Linked DNA regions of Sus scrofa: all the other regions are linked to region 1. Evidence: chromatin contacts called from public Hi-C and HiChIP or PLAC-seq data. All regions are on one chromosome and are shown on one strand. Each heading gives the region's core, a stretch centred on a gene start, on an enhancer-like site or on the middle of the called end of the contact. The rest is flanking DNA. Distances are from core to core; before and after follow the strand shown.

Region 1 (4,715 bases), core at 1,326-3,825:
GAGAGTGATAACATGGATTTACCAGACGTTCCCCCTGTCCTTTTCAGTGAGGGACTCCCAAATGCAATAGATGGAGGTCTTTTCTTCAGAACCGTTCAGTTTGTCTAGAGAAGAACACTCACTCTCAAACCTCAGTATCTCATTGATGGGGGGCTGGCGGTATTGATACACCTGGCTGCTGAGGAAGGGGGTGATGGTCCCAGGATCTTATCTAGAAATTTTAGCTGAATTCTCCCAGGTCTCTGCTTTAACTGATGTCCACACTTTTGGTACTTTTTGGCTCATTTTTTTTTTTTTTTCTGAAAAATTCATCTTCAGTTTTCTGCGACCGTGGAAGAGGCGGATGAGGGTGGGTTGGAAAGGGGAAGAGAGCACCTGACTTCAAACAATGGAGGCGGGAACCAGGAGGTCCAAATGGTCTGTACAGATGTCAGCCCGCTATCTGCTGGACTGACACCTCTGGAGCCCTGGGTCTCTCAAGGCCCTGCCTAACTCGCACCCAGTGTCATTCTGGTGGGCATTTGGGTTCTACCCAGCCCCGGGCTATTCAGTCCATTATCTCCAGCACTCTTGTCTCATCTCCTGCTCAGGGTGTCATGTGATTTTATATATAGTGTATATAAAATATATAAATGTCATTTTAGTGGAGAATATAATTCAGGTATGTGTGGTCAATTCATCATTTTTATGCAGACATCCCAGGATCTTAAAGATTCCATAAATTCGCATCTGTCAGGAGCCCCACTGATCTTGAAAGCTGACCTTGTCATTTTACAAAAGAAGGCAGGAGAGCTCAGAGAAATGAGGTCCTTGCCACAGCAACCTGCAGTGATGAATGCAGAAATGAGGCAGCGTGGAGACACGGTCAGGCCTTCATGAGTCAGGGTGCCTAGATGTGCATCTCAGCTGGGTCTATCCCTCTGCCCACCCCCTACCAGCTCCGTGATCTTGGCACTGTTTCTTAAACTTTCTGTGGTTCCCTTTCCTCAAATGTAAAATGAGGATAATAATAATCTAACTCATCAGGCTGTGGCTAGCATGAATGCATTAATATTTGTAAAGCACTTAAATCTGTACTTTTACAGGTAGACAATTACTTATTATTACTATTATTAGTTTGGATAATCCTAACTCAATTTTCCAAATACCCAGGCATAGTACTATGACCATACTACTACAGTGGAAAGAGATCTTAATTTAAGAATTTGTACAAATAACATTCGGGGTAATTTATTCTAGTATGTGTGTTCTGTATGGAGAGATTAGCTCAGCAGTGCTGGGGACAGAAAAACCATTATCCCTGAAAAAGTCTGCATCTCTTCTGAAATATTTAAATTTATCCGATAACCAAAACAAACTGAATTATATGATGGTTTTCATATTAAAATATACTCATCAATCATCCAAAATTACTAACAAAACTAACTCTTACAAGAACACTACCTAAAAAATCAGAAAAATTATCCATTTTTGCTGGTCCAAATTGATCTGCATTAAAAGTGAGTGGATTTTGCTTTAAACAAAGAAATAAAGCCAGGCTCTCTTTCTACCGTGGTTAAGTATTTCCCTACCTAAAATTCAACAACAGTTAGAAGTGATTAAAAGAACAAATAATACAGGCATAATTAATTTCTTCCTAAGTGATTTGGACTTGGAAATAGTAGAGTAAGGGGAAAATCCTATTTGCATCTTTAAGAACTTATCTTCAATAGGAAGGGGCAACATAAGGGCAGGAGAGTAAGAGGTACAAACTATTAGGTAAAAAATAAGCTACAAGAGACGTGGCTCAGATCCCACGTTGCTGTGGCTACAGCTCCGATTTGACCCCTAGCCTGGGAACCTCCATATGCCATGGGAGTGGCCCAAGAAATGGCATAAAAGACAAAACAAACAAACAACCAAAAAAGATAAGCTACAAGCATATACTGTACAATATGGGGAATATAGCCAGTATTTTACAATAAAATAAATGGAGTATAATCTTTAAAAATTGTGAATCTCTGTATTGTACACTTGTATCTTATATAATATTTTATAGCCACTACACTTCAATAAAAATTGTTTTAAAATAAATTATCTTCATAGGATGAGGAGGGCTAATGTGTTCACATTCCCTCTTCAGATCTCTCTTTTTAGGGGTGCACCCATGGCATATGGAGGTTCCCAGGCTAGGGGTCCAATCGGAGCTGTAGCCAGCTCATGGCAATACCGGATCCTTAACCCACTGAGCAAGGATCGAACCCACATTCTCATGGATACGAGTCAGGTTCATTAACTGCTGAGCCACGACAGGAACTCCACTAGTCGGGTTCTTAACTCACTGGGAGACAACGGGAACTCCCCTTTTCAGATCTCTTAAACAGAGGCCAAGATGACCTTGCCCTTACTGGAATTCTAGTCTCTTCCAGTTGCCTTTCCGAATCAGAAGAGGCTCTACGACCAAAACAGCACACAGAGGTTAGCAGAGCAGTAAGCCCACACCCGCACTTCTGCAGGGGCTGGTGAGAGAGGAAGGAGTGATTGCTGGCTTCCACGAGTCACATGCCTACCAGCACTTCCCCACTGCTATATCAGATTAACATTCGTCGCAAAGAGCACTGCTGATTCATCACAACTACTGTCTAGAGAGACTGCTGCAGCCCTTCCAGAGGCGTTTCTGCCCAGTCATTTCAGTCTCTGGCGTGAGTTTCGGGGCCCTTGACGTATTGCTGTGCCCTTTCCTTCCCGGAGAGTCATCCTGTTTTCATGGAAGACTCTAATTTGTCAATGACTGTTTGAATTCCATTACTGTTCTCCAGAAGATAATACTAGGCAAACACACACACAAAAAAGAAATATTTTCAAACCTATCCTCTAAATGAATTCCAAATTAATAAAAAGAAAGTGAAATCATTCATGTCATGAAACCTATGAATCCCAGGCGTTTTAATATATGTTGAAATTACCTAAGATGTTAATGATTAATATTGCACTTAATAATGGCAAACTCATAAAGTAACCCATATTAAAATCTAAAATGCGAATAAAAAACATTAAATTCAAACTGCATTATAGCACAATGACCATCATAAAGGATTTTTAAAGAATAATTTCCCCCAAAACATTTTCCCCAAGTCATTTTATCATACCCAACTACTTTTTCCCATTCAAATACAAATTATTACTTGGTAACTCTCTTAAAATATGAAGTCCGTATAGTTTATAAAATACTTATGGAATATGTAATTTCATAAAGGCTTTATGGACTTTCTTTTTGGTCTTTTTTGTCTTTTTAGCACCGCACCCGCGTCTTATGGAGGTTCCCAGGCTAGGGGTCAAATTGGAGCTGTAGCTGCCAGCCACAGCCACAGCCACAGCAATGCAGGATCCAAGCTGCGTCTGCGAGCTACACCACAGCCCACGGCATTGCTGGATCCTTAACCCACTGAGCAAGGCCAGGGATGGAACCTGCATCCTCATGGATACTAGTCAGGTTCGTGAACGACTGAGCCACAATGGGAACTCTGGCTTTATGGTCTTGATGTTAGCTTTTATGTTCTAGATTAGTTACAAAATATTGATAAAAATAATGTAACTTAAAAATGAGGGCAAGGATTTTGATTGTCAGCAATTACTTTTGTGTCAAAAGTTAGAAATCGTCTGGACATAATTAATAAAATACCACATACTGTTTTGGGAAAAGGTCAGGTACGAATGGATTAAAATGATTTTCAGCATATATACTTACTGTATATACGCAGTATGCTAAAGATTCAAGGGTCCAGCAGGCAACCCAGGGGCATGAACCCTAGCTGAAACCCTGAGGCATGTGAGGCCATCAACACTCCTGGTACACACACTGCCTGGTGGGCCAGGCTCTGCCTCCTTCCCAGGCGCACAGCCCTCTCCTCTGATAGCTAAGTCGCTCTACCCCACCCTCACCTCATCACATCTCTAGGAGCAAACCCAGCCTCAGATGGGACTGGAACTCTTTGGAGCCATTGTGCAGGCAACCAGAGCCTTGTGTCCCACAACTCAGTAGCATGTGTCTCCTACTGGCTTTGACATTCTGCCTTGTACTCACGATCTGATTCTCACTGTACTCTGGATTTGGGCCTAGTCCTGTTTGCCCATGTCTCCTCTTAGAAACTTGTCCAGCACTTAAAAAGAACTGGGTGCTCCCTTCTCCTGCCTGTCTACCTCCTAGGCACAGGGGCCCGTAGCCTCCACAGCTCCAAGAGGCACCCATGGTGCTCTGGTTAAAAGCCCTGGGTCGGGAGTGAGAGACCTCCACTTCCTGGCCAACTGCGTGTCCTTGGGGCTCCAACTACCCTCTCTGGCCTCAGTGTCCTTGCTTGTGAAAGGGGGTTATTAGTAGCACTCACTTCATATGGGTCCTGTGAGAGTTTAAAGAGTTCATACATACAAAGCACTTAGAACAATAGTTGGCCATAGTGTATAAGTACTCAGGGAATATCAGGCTTTATTAATAGGAGAACCAATAACAGGACTCAAGCTGGTGGATTCTACCAGCCCAGTGCTTGGAGCTCTAAAGGCTGTGGTCCTTCAGCCCATCTTTTAACTACCTATCACTCCTGCTGCAGTGGACTTCACCTCATGCTGGCAGCAGGGTCTGTTTCCCAGGGCACCCCACTCCAGGCTGGGTCTGGTTCCTTATCCTGGATCCCAGCCCAGCCTGTGAAAGATACTGAGTTAAGCCCAGCTCTGTCCCCAGA
Region 2 (4,913 bases), core at 336-2,835, 180 kb before region 1:
TCCAGGCTAAGGGTCGGATCAAGCTGCAGCTGCCGGCCTACACCACAGCCATGGCAACGCAGGATCTGAGCCACCTCTGCGACCTACACCATAGTTCACAGCAATACCGGATCCTTAACTCACTGATCGAGGCCAGGGATCAAACCTGTATCCTCATGGACCCTAGCTGGGTTCATTAACCACTGAGCCACGAAGGGAACTCCCTCTCTCTGCATTCTTGATGGCTTTTGGTTATTGTCGTTATTTCACCAGTGTGATAGGTGTGTGGTGATATCCTGTTGTGGTAATATTTGCGTTTCCCTCATGGCCAACGATGAACCCCTTTTCATGTGCTTCGCTGCCATCTCCTAATGTAATTTCACAGCATGAAAGAATTTTCTTCTTCTTGTCTTTTTGCCATTTCTTGGGCCGCTCCTGTGGCATATGGAGGTTCCCAGGCTAGGGGTCTAATCAGAGCTGTAGCTGCCAGCCTATGCCAGAGCCAGAGCAACGCAGGATCCGAGCTGCGTCTGCAACCTACACCTCAGCTCACGGCAACGCCGGATGGTTAACCAACTAGCAAGGGCAGGGATCGAACCCGAAACCTCATGGTTCTCTAGTCGGATTCGTTAACCACTGCGCCACGACGGGAACTCCACAGCATGAAAGAATTTTTAAGATTTCATCAGAGTTCCCATTGTGGCAGAGTTCCCCTGGTGGCACAGCGGAAACAAATCTGATTCCTGGACCTGGTCAGTGGATTAAGAATCCAGCATTGCCGTGATCTGTGGTGGACAGATGCGGCTCGGATCCCGTGTTGCTGTGGTGTAGGCTGGCAGCTGTAGCTCTGATTAGACCTCTAGCCTGGGAATTCCATAAGCCAGGGTGCGGCCCTAAAAAGCAAAAAAAAAAAAAAAGATTTAATCAATATAAGCAAACCCCTTCCTATTACACTCGAGGATACTGAGACCCAGATTAGGCAAGTGATTTGTCCAAGATTACTGCTGGCTACTATCAGGATAAAAATTAAAGTCACGGTTTCCTGAATCTGAGGCTAGAATATTTCCCCTGAGTCATATTATATTTCATCATTTCTTCTACTGTGTAGTCTCCATCGTTTCTTCCCAATAGCTCTTTGATGTCATTTTAAATTTTATTTTTCTGCAGAACTCTAATTTTACAACTTGAAACATCTTAGATGCATTCAATTTATTTCTATTGTATTATTATTATTTGGCCTCACAGCCCTGAAATGTCGTCAAGGTTCCTTTCCTTTTCCTTTGAACCACATAGATAAGGTTCTTGGATCATAGCGTCATGCTTCAAGTTTCTGAATTGAGCCTGCTGTGTCCTGTTCTACTGAGTTCTTTACAAAAATGGAGAAAATTAAAGAGTAAGCAATTTCTTTTTTTGCTCCCTACAAACTAACATTTTTTTTTGATGCAACAAAGCTCCGGCATCTCAATTATTTCACCCTCCCAAGAAGGCCCACTGAATCCCCTCTAGTCTCCTACCTTTTCCCTACAGGGAAGAAGGAGGGTTAAAATTCATTCTGCATAGAAAGAGAAGATGAAAAGCTAGACATACGCGCCTTCCTCCCTCCTTCTCCTCCCAACCCGCAGAGCCTCTGATCTGTTAGGTTTTATAACAAGGACGCACTGCAGGCACACTGTGAAGGACACAGCAGTCAGGCTTCTCCACCGGAGAAGACCCTTCACTTTGTCTCTCTACACATGTATCATCTCCCCACCACGAGCACCAATTCACGTCCCCACAGCATCAGGGTGTAAGAAGCCAGGAACTGGCTGGAATCACAGTAGTTAAATTCCTGCAGACAAACAACTGTCATCTGATTCCCTTAAAAGACTTCATAACAAGGTCACTCGATTGAATTATAATAACTCAAGGTTAAAAGAAACCAAAATAAAGGATAAAAACTAGATATAACAAACTAGACAAAGCCAAGAGGAGGAAGAGAAAGTAGGAGGGGGAAGCATTCATCATATAACAATAAAAGTAATAAAAACCTCACGGAGGGGATCACACGGATACCACAGCACCTTTGGGGATAATGAAAATGTCCTAAAAGTAGACTGTAAAGAAAGTTTCACAACCATGTAAATCTGCTACAAGCCACAGACACATACACTCACAGTGGGTGGAGTTTATGGCATGTAAATTACACTTCAACAAAGATATTTAAAAGAAAAAAAAAAGTACAAAGTCTAAATGTTTGCCAGAGGTCAAAGATGCAGGGCTGTCCTGAAGGCAAACACAAGAGAGTTAGGAAAGAATCCCTGTACACACAGCAACTATGTAACCCTTAGTCTTTTATAATTACTTGTACTTTAAATAGAACGGGGATGGCTTCTTAGTATATTCCAGGAATTGTTCATGATAAAGCCTAAGAAAGTAGTATACGATGTTCATCCTCAAGAATCCTAATATTGATTCCATCAATAAATTATGATACAGCTACTAAAGCCAGAATTGTGGGGGGGGGGGGAATCTAGGCATGGGGAAATGCCCAAAATACAATACTGAGGGGAAATGGTAAGAGTAAAATGTTACAGAATGACTAAAATTATCTTAATGAATTAATCATTCTAGCAAAGCAACTTAACACTTTGAAACCCAAAGTGAAATTTCACCCACACACACAACACACAAACCATCTGGAATAAGGGGGCATGTTTCTTTTTGCTAAACAATTCAGATTTTCTGTAAGGAACAGGCATGAACAGGAACATTCGCATCGACCTGCACTGTGGGGCCCACCCCCTTGCTGACTAGTTGTGTGTTGAAAATTTCATCTGTGCTAACTGAATAACCCATTCCTTCCTTAGACACAATGTGCCTTAGAGCAGAATCTCCCAACCAGGACGGCAACACTCAGAAGCGGTTTCCCAGGCCCTGTATCTCACAGAGCACCTGCAGCATAGGATGTACCCTATTGTATTATAATTACTTGTTTATACATCTATCTTCTCAATCTTAGACCAGCTTCCTGAGGAGAGAGGGGATCTAGGTCTTCTTATTCTAGGGTCCAGTATAAATTCTGACAAGTAAGACACAAAAAAGAAAGTAAATTTAAAGGAATTAATAAGTTTGCATAAAACAAGGATAATAGAAAAAACCAATTATGTTAAAACTTTGCTGGGGAATGACTCGCTTTACCTACTTCCTCATTTTTCTCATTTGAGACAGTAAGTGCATATAGTTCTATTTCACATCAAGTAGACAATGATAATGACGCAGACATAAACTCAAACACAGACGTCTATTTTTTAACACGTATTTTCCGATAAAGAGGCTCTATGACCAAATAATAGTTATTTTCCAGAAGCTACTTATTTTGGGATAGGAATAAAATTTTATTTACTCTGAATCAGAGAAAAGGTTGTATTTTTAGGTTAAAAACAATCACCTCCCTATCCTTTGGGCAGAAATCACCTCCCTATCCTTGGGCAGACAGAAATCGCCAAATTAAGAGGCAAGCTCAAGTTTCAATTCATCCTAGCTACCAATGAAATGATGCAGACACAGAGACACCGAGCGTGCACACAGGCACAGGGGTCCAGAAGGTTGGACCCGTATCATGTGGTTTCACTATTCTGCTTGAAGCACTGTAATGCCCTAGAATGTCAGAGACTCATCTCATTAAACGTACACACAAGTAAGTTTTCTCAGTCTTTGTTGATTTTGGATTATCAAAGGCACTACACTGGCAACCAATGTCAAGAGCTGACTCAATTTCATGAGCCTAAACTGTGGACAAATTTCACAGACTTTTATGAAGCGAGAAGCAAACGTTAAGATAAAACAATCCAGCTTGGTCATTCCCCATTTTATAGAACACTGAGTAACGCACCCACAGTTACACAATTCTTGGTGACCCAAACTATTTATGAGGGTCCAACAAAAGTAGGACAGACGAGACAAAAAGCATTACTCCAATGAATCAGGAGCAACTGGGAAAATGGGTCATAAAGGATGCTGAAATGGTTTTCTAGATCCGTAAACATACAGTCTTCTGTACGGCAGTTAGGGTGAAGGCACCCCACATCATAGGAAATCATGATTATTTACTTATTAGCTCTCAGTGAGTGTAGGCTACCATAGTCAGCTGTTTCCAGGAGGGCAAGGACCTCCTGCCACATACGGTAAGCTCTGCCCTACAAGAAGCTTTCCCTGGTGACCGGGAAGAAGGTGGAGAGCTTCAAGGGGGTCACATCGAATCGACACAGAATTACCGAACTGTGGAAATGGGATAGTTCCTCCACCCCTTTGCCTTTTCCTGAAACAGAAGAAACTCAATATACAAAATATCAAATACCCAGAGTGGTTCTGTCTGGGCACAGAGGAAGAGTTTGTACAGGAACTTGCTTGCATTTTGCTGGTTCCTCAGAAACTCTTAGTCTGCGAAGGAGTTGAAAAATCAGAGATGTAGTTCAACCAATTTATTTTACAAATACGAAAACGGGGGCCCAGAGGGACTTGCTGATTGATGACCGCACAGCTCACCAGTGACAGAGCTTAGGCTAGAACCTAAGTTTCCAAGCTCCTGACCCTGGACACTCCTGCTGTCCTACATGAACACACTGTTACTAACTTGAGGGTAAGAGCTACCAGGTCATATCCTCTTTTTTTTTCCCTTTACAACCGACATTTGGTAGATACATAATTTATCTTCATTAAAGACAAATTAGAAAATAAAGCTGAAGCAAAAAATACTAATAATTTAACTTATCTCCTATTACCCCCTAGAGAAGACTGATGCCGGTATTTTGATAGATATATATAGTTTGATATGTATCTTTCCAGACTTTTTCATATGTAAATATATACGAATACACACTTTACAAAATCTACTCATTTTTATTTAATGTTATGACTTTCTTTCCATATTAATATATATCCACACACTATTTTTT
Region 3 (4,896 bases), core at 324-2,823, 220 kb before region 1:
AAGTCCAACTAGGAACCATGAGGTTGAGGGTTTGATCCCTGGCCTCGCTCAGTGGGTTAAGGATCCAGCATTGCCATGAGTTGTGGTGTATGTAGGTCAAAGATGTGGCTCGGATCTGGCATTTGCTGTGGCTCTGGTATAGGCCAGCAGCTACAGCTCTGATTAGAGCCCTAGCCTGGAAACCTCCATAAGCCACGGGTACGGCCCTAAAAAGCACAAAAAAATAAAAAAATTAAGTAAAACACAGATCAGGAATTCCCTGGTGGCTCAGCCAGTTAAGGATCTGGCATTGTCACTGCAGTGTCTCAGGCTGCTGATGTGGCATGGGCTCGATTCGTGGCCTAAGAACTTCCACATGCCTCAAGCGCGGCCAAAAAAATAAAAAGCAGATCATCTTCTAACTTGATGACAAACTTTCTTTCAACCCACACCCATCTAATTTTTTTTGGTTTACTTTTTATAAAGTGTGGAAAATGTCCAGCATAGAAGTAGAGTAAAACAGCAGAATAACCCCCAGGAATATAGCTTTTTTTTTGGGGGGGGGACCTCTTTAGGACCACACCCACAGCATATGGAGGTTCCTAGTCTAGGGGTCGAATCAAGAGCTGCGGTCGCCAACCTACACCACAGCCATAGCAATGCCAGGTCCGAGCCACATCTACGACCTACACCACAGCTCACAGCAACGCCGGATCCTTAACCCACTGAGGGAGCCCAGGGATTGAACCTGCGTCCTCAAGGATACCAGTCAGATTTGTTTCCTGCTGAGCCAGGACGGGACTCCCCCATGAATATAATTTAAACAATTACTAAAAATCTGTCATCTTGTTTCATTTACACTCACATTTTTTTCCTCAAGTATTTTAAAGCAAATCCCAGGGATCAGGTCAATTCATTAATAAATACTTTAAATGCCTCAATCGGCATCGCTAACAGATAAGAACTTTTACTTCTTGAAGGAAAGACAACAAAATCCATTCACAGTTCTCCATATTGTGTAGCATTCTGCACAACATGGATCACTCAACCGACAAAACACCGAAGCCTTCCTTCTACGTTCATCTTCCTAAAAGCCACCCAACAATAATGAAAAGCATTCATGACACAGAAATGGTAGCACCAAAAGCTATGAAATAAATTTAGAAAGGTCTCAGGGGTAAAATCACAATAGAACCTAAAATTAAGTTCCAGAACAAGTTTTCCCACTCCCAGTGGAATGCTCTGCCCATGTATTCAAATCTACTGAGGTCAGATATGCAGGAGAAGACACATCACATGAAGATCTCTGGCCCACAGTGTCTGGCATATAGTGGATATTCAATAAATATTTACTGCTGACTGATTCAAACTAAAGTCTAGTAAATGCCAACAGCAAGACTGCCCAAAACAAACTCAGAGACTTGTTTCAGGAACAATGCGATTACTGTATTGCTGCTGATCTGCAGGATTTTCCTCAAATAGAAGAAAAATGCTGCCACTTAATAGTAATTTGAATACAAACCACTAGGTGTCAGACGTGAGCCAAAATTTTCCGGCATTATAAACTACCAAGGCAAGAAAGGCTTTGGAGGGTGTTATTCATTCAACAAATATTTACTGAGCTTGTACAAAGTGCCAGGAGCTGATTACCCTGCAAGGAACAAAAGAGTCCTGGGATCTGTCTCCTGGAGTATTTGAAGTTTACGAAGCATCTTTTTTTTTTTTTTTCTCTGAAGTTTCAGGAATTTCACAAAGTATGTACCACGTGTGGATTCGCAGCCCTGCTCTTCCAGTTGTGCTAGATTTCTGGGCTCTCTGCAAACCCAGAAGCATTTGTTGCAGTGCTATACCCACGAGTTATCTTTTCACCTCTGACCTTACCACTGGCCAACCCCACAATTAAACCTGCCCCTCATCCTTCTCAGGCCCTTAAGTCCTCTCTGGCCTTCGAGACCATCAGCCTCCCTCAGAAATCACTCTGGCAATAGTGCAGCCAAATTCACCACAACCTCAACTTCCTTTCCCCTCTGACCTTCCAATGCATTCCATCTGCCAATGTCCCACTATGGAGAATTCCAACCAGACCCTTCATCTCTCTTGCTTCTTGGCCTGAGATTTCAGCTGAGTAAAACTGCGTAACCCGCTGCATTAGATTCCCAGTTCAGCTCAGGGCTTGACACGACTCACTAGAGTATTTTAATTCCATCCCCTCAAGGCTGCTGTCTCAAGCTTCTAATCACCTTCTTAGCCTTGCTCTGCCATCTTGATTTCTTCACATGATTGGATAACCTTATTGCTTACTTGACGCCATCCCAACTGCTGTGTTCTCATTTTTAAAAAAACCTCCGCCTACCCTTACTTCCCTTTGCTCTTTCTCAGGTGACGACCTGCCACCAGCGTTCTTTGGGACTTTGCTCCCCAACGGTCTCTTCCCAAGTGTAAAACTTCAGCCAAACTCTCTTCTCCTCTCCAGATCTGACAACACGCAAAAGCTTCTCAAACTTCAGAGTAAAATGTCACCCTTCCTGCCACACGGCTATCCTCTCTCTCATTCTCCATCCCCTCATTCTCAAACTTCTTGAAGAATAGTCTACACTCAGGTGCCCTCATTTCTTTTAATTCAGGGTTTCTCAGACACTGATGAGCACCCACCCCCGGGACAGGAGGGTGTGTGTGTGTGTGTGTGTGTGTGTGGTGTGTGTGTGTGTGTGTGTGTGTGTGTGTGTGTGTGTGTGTGTGTGTGTGTGTGTGTGTGTGTGTGTGTGTGTGTGTGTGTGTGTGTGTGTGTGTGTGTGTGTGTGTGTGTGTGTGTGTGTGTGTGGTGTGTGTGTGTGTGTGTGTGTGTGTGTGTGTGTGTGTGTGTGTGTCTCCCATCCATTCTCAGCTCTAATTTATGTCACAGCCCCTGATACTTGGTTTCCGGATCCCCTCTGCCCACAGCACTGGAACTGTTCTCCATAACTTTACAATTTGTTACTTCTCAGTCAAGTTCAACAGTATCCTTTAGTGCCCATCCTAACAATTCTCTCGGACAAATGACAAGTCATCCACCCTCCCCTAAAATGATCACCTCTTCATTAGCTAGCCATCAGCTCCCCGTGTTATCTTCCTACCCTCCAATACCCTGTTCTCAGATTTCCCTTCTGATTCTTCATTCTCTGACCAGCTCTTAGATGTGGCCTCCTTGGGGCTCTACCTTGAGGCTGTTCGTCTTCCTGCTGTCTGCGGATGGTGCTTTATTTGTGCACGGGGCTTGATGATAAGGCCCATCATCATATATGATGATGACTCCCCCAAGTCTGGATTCAATCCCACCTCTCTTTACGAGCTCCACACCCAGACGTGTAATGAGGAACAGTCTATTGGCATCAGAAATGTAACTCATCCCAAACGGAAGTCACGTCCCAGGGGAAGGAGGTGGATGTGCTTCCCTTCCAGCATCTATCTGCTCACCTCCGTCTCTCCACTCACTCGTGCCAGAAAAGCTAAGTCCAGTCCTCCATGAGTCATCTTTAACTGGGGACATAAATCCACTCCCAAGTCCTACCACCAAATCTGGGCAAATGGAACTTCTAAGTACCTCTGAAATCTGTTCTGGAATGCAGTTTTTCCTTCATCCTGATGAAATCCCATTCGGCACAAAGCACAACCCATCTGAGAAACCCTCCCCGTGGTAAGGTGACTGGCTGAGCTGTGACCCAGCCATGACTGTACAAACCTCTGCTGCTGCACTTCTTGCAATTATTTTGCACCTTCATCTTCTACCACCCTGTGTACACATTCAATGAACTGTTATAAAAAATAAAGGTCCTGGAGTTCCCACTGTGGCACAGTGGAAACGAATCCACTAGGAACCATGAGATTGTGGGTTCGATCCCCGGCTTTGCTCAGTGGGTTAAGGATCCAGCGTTGCTGTGGTTGTGGCGTAGGCCAGAGGCTACAGCTCCAATTAGACCCCTAGCCTGGGAACCTCCATATGTGGCGGGTACGGCCCAATAAGACAAAAAAAATAAAAAATAAAAAATAAATAAAAATAAAAATAAAAAAATAAAGGTCCTATCCAAATGAGGCGGGAAAATGTTCAAAAGAAGTAAGTAGTGTGGAGGATGGTGAAAAGTGTCACAGAGAATAATAAGCAGAGTGAGCAGGGCAGGGAGAGCTGGGGGCAGGGCTGTTAGACTATGTTTATGAAACGGTCAGGGAAGTCCTCTAACAGGTGACATTTGAATCACTATCTCAAGGAAGTGAGATTACAGGCCATATTGCTCCCTTCCCAGCAATTAGTTTAGTGACTGGCTCATAGCAGTGACTCAACAAATGTTTGCTAAGTGAACGAATAAACAACAGGAAATATATTTCTAGACTTAACGCATTTAGCGTTCACATGAAAACACTTCTATTGCAGTTCTGCACCAAAGATGAAAAGTTATCTGTTAAATTTCAAAAGCCAGGACCATCACCATTAGAATTCACTTTTATTTTTTATTTTTTATTTTTTTTTTTGTCTTTTTGTCTTTTAGTTGTTGTTGTTCTTGTTGTTGCTATTTCTTGGCGCTCTCGGCATATGGAGGTTCCAGCTAGGGTCGAATCGGAGCTGTAGCCACGGCTACGCCAGAGCCACAGCAACTCGGATCCGAGCCGCGTCTGCAACCTACACCACAGCTCACGCAACGCCAGATCGTTAACCCACTGAGCAAGGGCAGGGACCGAACCCGCAACCTCATGGTTCCTAGTCGGATTCGTTAACCACTGCGCCACGACGGGAACTCCAGAATTCACTTTTATTAACTGGATCTATGAATCACGTATTCTTAGTAAGACCAACGATGGTGGAGGCGGGAGAAAATGGGCCTATTCAATGAAGTGGTGAATGTGATCCAGGCCTTAAGTTATGGAGCGGCTGAGAAAAGACGGCTT

The links. Hi-C and Micro-C count contacts between places; a contact is called where the count stands out from the background. HiChIP or PLAC-seq counts read pairs in DNA pulled down with a chosen protein or histone mark.
Region 2: a Hi-C map of liver shows a contact between it and region 1, with 8 times the contacts expected there. The contact joins two enhancer-like sites. A contact is called at or near these places in 1 of 47 Hi-C or Micro-C datasets (liver) and 1 of 2 datasets of contacts at active chromatin or transcription factors (alveolar macrophages).
Region 3: an H3K27ac HiChIP or PLAC-seq map of alveolar macrophages shows a contact between it and region 1. The contact joins two enhancer-like sites. A contact is called at or near these places in 1 of 47 Hi-C or Micro-C datasets (embryonic fibroblasts) and 1 of 2 datasets of contacts at active chromatin or transcription factors (alveolar macrophages).

The regions. Positions count from the first base shown.
Region 1 is chr10:50,399,006-50,403,720 of Sscrofa11.1, reverse strand. All of the region lies in intron 3 of PRTFDC1 (phosphoribosyltransferase domain-containing protein 1), which reads right to left. Among named protein-coding and RNA genes, the nearest start is that of PRTFDC1, 36 kb to the right of the region's middle. Within about 2 kb of position 2,575, at least 33 of the 83 cell types and tissues checked have an H3K27ac peak or open chromatin away from gene starts, as enhancers often do. A contact at or near this core is called in alveolar macrophages, embryonic fibroblasts and liver, where this site is marked.
Region 2 is chr10:50,582,318-50,587,230 of Sscrofa11.1, reverse strand. All of the region lies in intron 1 of ARHGAP21 (rho GTPase-activating protein 21), which reads right to left. Among named protein-coding and RNA genes, the nearest start is that of ARHGAP21, 43 kb to the right of the region's middle. Within about 2 kb of position 1,585, at least 23 of the 83 cell types and tissues checked have an H3K27ac peak or open chromatin away from gene starts, as enhancers often do. A contact at or near this core is called in alveolar macrophages and liver, where this site is marked.
Region 3 is chr10:50,614,203-50,619,098 of Sscrofa11.1, reverse strand. The region is part of intron 4 of ARHGAP21 (rho GTPase-activating protein 21); the gene reads right to left. Among named protein-coding and RNA genes, the nearest start is that of ARHGAP21, 75 kb to the right of the region's middle. Within about 2 kb of position 1,573, at least 26 of the 83 cell types and tissues checked have an H3K27ac peak or open chromatin away from gene starts, as enhancers often do. A contact at or near this core is called in alveolar macrophages and embryonic fibroblasts, where this site is marked.